2 separate regions of the Mus musculus genome follow, and region 1 is linked to region 2. The links are chromatin contacts, called in public Hi-C maps. All regions are on one chromosome and are shown on one strand. The core of a region is the stretch at or near the end of the contact, and the rest is flanking DNA. Distances in the headings are between cores, read along the strand shown. Region 1 holds the start of Zfp691 (zinc finger protein 691). Region 2 holds the start of Ppcs (phosphopantothenoylcysteine synthetase).

Evidence for each region. A called contact is a pair of places that touch in the nucleus more often than the background predicts.
Region 1: a Hi-C map of CD8 T cells shows a contact between it and region 2, with 1.8 times the contacts expected there. The contact joins the promoter of Zfp691 here to the promoter of Ppcs in region 2. A contact is called at or near these places in 12 of 39 promoter capture datasets (the HPC-7 cell line, cranial neural crest, fetal liver and 8 more), 5 of 484 Hi-C or Micro-C datasets (CD4 T cells, CD8 T cells, double positive thymocytes and 2 more), 1 of 115 datasets of contacts at active chromatin or transcription factors (embryonic stem cells) and 1 of 9 other capture datasets (adipose tissue).

The regions. Positions count from the first base shown.
Region 1 is chr4:119,172,861-119,175,661 of GRCm38.p6, reverse strand. Zfp691 (zinc finger protein 691) reads left to right here and starts at 1,467. Exons shown (of 2, transcript NM_001145936.1): 1 at 1,467-1,524. It overlaps Ermap (erythroblast membrane-associated protein), which reads left to right. Exons shown (of 13, transcript NM_013848.3): 13 at 1-205.
Region 2 is chr4:119,420,998-119,423,892 of GRCm38.p6, reverse strand. Ppcs (phosphopantothenoylcysteine synthetase) reads left to right here and starts at 1,473. Exons shown (of 3, transcript NM_026494.4): 1 at 1,473-2,047; 2 at 2,210-2,313. The coding sequence starts at 1,540. It overlaps Zmynd12 (zinc finger, MYND domain containing 12), which reads right to left and starts at 1,209. Exons shown (of 8, transcript NM_001014900.2): 1 at 898-1,209. The coding sequence starts at 1,007.

The DNA.
Region 1 (2,801 bases), core at 218-2,717, 250 kb after region 2:
TGCCATTACAGTACCCAAAAAGAATATTTTGTTTGTCTTTGTACAGTTATGAAATATACCCTTTAATACTTATTGCTTGGTATGTTGTCTTCATTATGAAAGAGGCTGTGGAGAAAACACATTACGGGGTTGGTTTCTGAATAGCTCAGCCACAATTCAAGCAAACTTTAGACATCATTCATAATAAACCCAGTTTTACTCCTGAGTCTGACTTTTGATGTTTTATTTTTATCAATTTATAAACTAATAGTGTGTAATAGATACTTACACGTCACACACATCCTCAGCTCCAAACATAATTGCTTGAGTAGCCAATCCTATTGGCTAACTAACTCATGCTAGTCTTACCTATTGAGAGAATTTACCAATAGAGAATAGAGCTATTTGTAGAAGCAGGAAATGTTTGTCTGTGTGTCTGCCTATTTGTCTGACTGTCTGTCTATCCACTCAGTCCTTATATCCTTACAATAGTTGTGCTAGGAATTTTATAGAGGAGAGAGGTGGGATTATAAAACTTGACCCTCTCTTTTTTCTTTCCTGATTTTGTGTGTGTGTGTGTGTGTGTGTGTGTGTGAGTGTGTGTTCTTGTGTGCAGGTTCTCAAATTGTCCAGAATTGGGCATTGGATCCCTTGGATCTGGAGTTACAGGTGGTTATAAACTACCTGATGTGGGCGCTGGGAATCCAGGTCCCCTGAAAGAGCTGTAAGTGTTCTTAATCACCGGGTCATCACTAGCTCTAAAGCTTTACCAGCTACAAAGACAACCATTGAAAGACCACACAAACAGGAAAAGCTCGTAGTTAGCTTACACATCAACTTTCTTTATCCTCTTTATCTTTCAAGTTCTTAATCTTTATTGTTCTTCAAAATAAAATCTGGGAAAAACAACAACCAGCCAACCAAACAAAAACCATCTCTGGATAACTTACTGGTCTATTATATCCAGATTGATGCGAGACTTTTGGGTTAACAGGATCACATAGGACACAGAAAAAAAAAACCAAAACCTACGTTGGGCCACTGGCCGACCTGGCTGGAGGTCATTCCTTGGGAGAGGACACTTAGCTTCTCGGACAAAGAGATCGAACTACTTTATTTTTAAATTCCTTTCCTGGTACATGTCCTTTTAATTTTAAACTATAAACTTTAAATGAACTGCGAGGTTTCTATCGAGGGCCACCGCTTCAAAAGACAAAAAGAAAAGAAACCTGATGACCTTAGAAGTGATGACAGCTTCACCGCTGAGTTCTGAACTGGGCAAATGTTTTCAGCGAAGCAAACCTCCGAACTACAACTCCCAGCATGCCGCGCACTAAACCAATGTTTATTGGCCGTCCTACTAGGTCTTGTGCAGTGTGACAGTTAGTATAGCCAATAGAGAGGAAGAACGTTCCCAGGATCCAATCCGAACGCTGTGAAGGCGGATCCTCTCTGGGTTCCGGCTCCGGCTCCTTCCCCCGCCCACCGAGGCGCCGCTGTCCCTGACCGAGCCGCGGGAGTGAAGTGGGTCGCGGCTGTGTAGAGGTGACGTGGGGGTTATGGGGGAGGCGAACGCGAGGCACGGGGCGCTTCGAGCCTGGCCCCTTCGCTCTTGCGAAGGCCTTGAAGGCTGATGTTTGGGAAGTTGCTGTTTTGCGAGTCCCAAAGGCCGCCGGGTACCGTGTGTCCCTCCGCTGCGATCACGTCCCCAGTCCTCGGATGACCCAGTCTTACTACCCTCCCTGCCTTACTGTTGGCCTTGGACCACTCCATGCCCCTCCCACACACCGTGTCTTTAGAGTCGCCCCTTGTACTCTTCCAGCTCCAGTCCCAACCTCATGGACATCTCTGAACCCAACTCTCGTCCTTCAGCTTTCCCAGCTGACTCCTCCAGCTTTATCCTCCTTCCCCACTTAACTAGGCTCTTTGGACACTGCTGCAGCCTTTGTCCCCTCTCCCAGGCCACCTCAGATTCTTTGGCTCCTTTGATGATCCGTCTCTGAATCGCTATGTAGCTCCGGTGAGTGCTTCCTTAATTTTTCACACTCTGTCCCCGGTCCTTCCAAGTTACTCCCGGTACCCTTGACTCGAACCCGGATCTAGAACTTTAATCTTTCGGACCCCAGCTTGGTCTCTTCCTTCTAATCCAGGCTCTTGTCCTTCATCGTCTGTGATCACCAAGCCTCATCTTCTTGCCTTGTTCTTAGAACTCATCCCTCCTCCGCACTCTTGCTGGCGACTCTGTGCTGCTGAGCTCCGAGGAAGAAAACCCCACATGCACTAGGTCTCTTCTCCCTCCGATCTTTGTAATGCAAGGTGACTTTGTGTTATTTCCACACTGCCTTTTCAGTCAGGGATGGACTCTCCGTCTCTGCCAGCCTTGGTCCTGCTCATCTGTCTATTTTGCAAGTCATAGTTTAAATTTCACCTCTTCAGTGAAGCTCCCTCCCTGCCCTCTTCAGAGAGGTGCCTTCTCATTTCCTAAGTGCCGTAGCACCGTCTCTACCTCCAGTCCTGGTGGAATGGTTAAAAACCTCAGCTTTGGAGGAATCAACTTGGGCTTCAGTTTTGCCACCTACTGTGTGCTCTTAGGCACGTGACTTGATTTCTCAGAGTTTCAGTTTCATCATTTCTAAAGTAAGTATGAGAAATTAATAGTTGAGCTAGATGTAGCGGCTCATGCCTTCAACCCCAGCACTCGGGAGGCAGAGGTGCTGTAAAAATGAATTGAGATGGTGCATTGGACCGCTTAGCCCTAGGTCGAGTGCTCTGTAGGACCTTTAAAAAATATGAGCTGTTATGGGCTACTGTGTAATATGCCA
Region 2 (2,895 bases), core at 224-2,723:
AAAAAACCACACACACACACAAGTCATTTGGCTATGAGTTAAGTTTGGAAGGTCAGTATCCTAGTTTTGTGAGGCCCAAAATAGAGTCTAGGGCAGGGGATGTGACTTAGTTGGTAGTTTGTCTAGTATGCACGGTGCCTTGAGTTCTCTCTCTAGTACTACACAAACCAGGCATGGCAACACATACTTGCAACTCCGGCCCTTGAGGGGTGTGGGTACGATGTTCAAAAGTTCAATTCTTAGCTTACATAGTGAGTTTGAGACCAACTACATGAAACTCTCTTATAAAAAAGGATGGGGATGGTGTTAATGCGAATACATTTAAACCCCTCGCATCTTGAATTACTACCTCTCCTACATTCAAACTCCCTTAGCTGTGCACTGGCCAATAGTCTTTCTTCTAGTCCTGAAGAACACGTCTTCCCTACTTAAGAACCCTACCTGTGCCTTTGTAGGGCAAGAACACCGGCTCTTTAGCTCCTTAACTTCAGACCAATCGTCTACTCTGAGAGAAGCTGTCTGCCCAATTTCTCCTCCCATTTCCTTTGACTTGCCATTTCTCCCTGAAATTATCATTTGTCTACTTCTCTGTCTTCAGAGTTCTCCTTGAGCTTTGAGAGGAGAGATCTACAGAAATGGCCCCATTATGTTCAGCACCAGGAAGGGTTTGCAACACAGTAACAGTAGGAGCCCCGCAAAACATCAGGCAAAAAACCCAGCAGAGCCGGAGAAGACGCAGAGGAAGCCACAGAAGTCTTAGACACGCGTCTTCAAGCCTGCTCTGGACTTGTGGGGTCCCTGGCAGGAAAGGCCACAAAGGACAGACACACGAGGCCAGACCCGTGTTGGGAGACAGGGAGGGAGCAGAGGCACCAGGCACCATGTTCCAGGGCCTACCAGTAATAAGTGACTGTACAGGCCGTGCACATCCGCTCGGCCGGGGCTTCGCACACCTCACAGGAGAGCCGGCGCCCCTTGGGCACCGCCAGCGGGTAGATCACGTTCATGGTGCGGCCGGCGGCGTCGGTCTCCAGGACGGTTGCCTGGCTAGCATCCGCAAGGCTGAGGTGTCACGTGACAACCACGGGCCAGCCCGGACGTCGGGATTTCAAGGGCAAGGGGGAGGGGCGGGACTGACTGCGACAATTGGGGAGGGGAGAGCACAAACTCTAAATCTCAAAGGTTAAATAGCCAGAACTTGACTGCCATGTAGCCCGAGCCTGGGGAGAACTATACGGTGGCCGGTATAGGTCAAAAACAACCATTTCGTTTTCCAAACTAGGAAATCCACAGGAAGCATAATTTTTCTGGATTTTCTAGATACGTTCTTCCTCTAGACGCTTCCCGACGGGCTTTCCCAGAACAGGCAAGCATTTCGAGCCTTAGCGAGATCAGGACCTACTGGCGGACATAGGAAAGGGAATGACCATAGTCACTATTTGCGGCTGCGCGCAGCCCAGGTATCCGGAAGGGGGCGTGGCGCCAGCGGCCCGGCGTGCCCGGGCGCTGTGGTTCTACCGTGGGGTGACTACAGTGCAGATGGCGGAAATGGACCTGGTGGCTGAGTTGCCGCGTCCTGCGGGTGCTGCGCGCTGGGCCGAGGTTATGGCTCGCTTTGCGGCCAGGCTGGGCGAGCAGGGCCGGCGGGTGGTGCTGATCACATCTGGAGGCACCAAGGTCCCCCTGGAAGCGCGAGCCGTGCGCTTTCTGGACAACTTCAGTAGCGGGCGACGCGGAGCCGCGTCGGCGGAGGTCTTCCTGGCTGCCGGCTATGGAGTCCTGTTCTTGTACCGAGCGCGCTCGGCCTTCCCCTATGCCCACCGCTTCCCGCCCCAGGCCTGGCTGTCAGCCCTTCGGCCTTCTGGCCCAGCCCAGTCGGGCAAGCTGAGTCTGGAGGCCGAAGAGAATGCGCTCCCGGGCTTTGCTGCAGCATTGCAGAGCTACCAAGAGGCAGCCGCTGCCGGCACCTTTCTGGCTGTAGAGTTTACCACTTTGGCGGATTATCTGCATCTGCTGCAGGCTGCTGCCCTGGCTCTCAGTCCATTAGGTGAATGTTCCAAGGAAATCCAAAGGTTTTCCTGGCTGTAGAGCCGTTCTCCCTAGCCTCTTTTCCCTATTGCTTGCTGCCTACCCCACAGCCAAGGAACCCGAGTTAAAGAAAAGATTCCATGCCCTTCCCCGATTTCTTATACTCCGTTTATCTTCACAGGCTCTTCTGCGATGTTTTACCTGGCCGCGGCAGTGTCAGATTTCTATATTCCTGTCTCCGAAATGCCTGAACACAAGATCCACTCATCTGGTGGCCCACTGCAGGTGATGGGCTCTTCTCTTCCAGAGATCTGACCCCCTCTAACCAATCTTGGGTTACTTTCCTCTTGATCTGGATGGCCTTTCAGCCTTCTGTATGAGCTAGGCACTGGGAATACAGAGATGAATAAGACACTGCCCTCAAGGATCTCACAGTCTAGCGAGGGCCTGGACACCAGCCATAATCACAGATCAGAATGATAAATGCTGTAGTGGAGGTATGTACAAAGTGCAGTCAGATCCCCGGGGTAGTGAGACGGGGGTGTCAGGGTGATGGAGATGACTCATCAAAAGATGGACAGAGGGCCTGATCAAGTGGGGAAGGTTATTCTAAGTGGAGTTACAAGTTGGAGTTTGCAACTGGGTAATGTTCTGTGAACCAAAGTGCTTTGGTAAGGCTGAAGAGGCATCTTGCCTCTTGGTATACACAACCTTTGTATTCCTTAAGACCCTTGAACTTTATCCTGTGGAGCCTGGAGACACAAAGGTGGAAGGAAAGACAAGACGTTGTTTGGATGCAGCAGCATCTTCCCTTTCATTGCAGCCCTCCAGGGACAGATGGGCTCTTCATTTCAAGGCTAGCCTGGT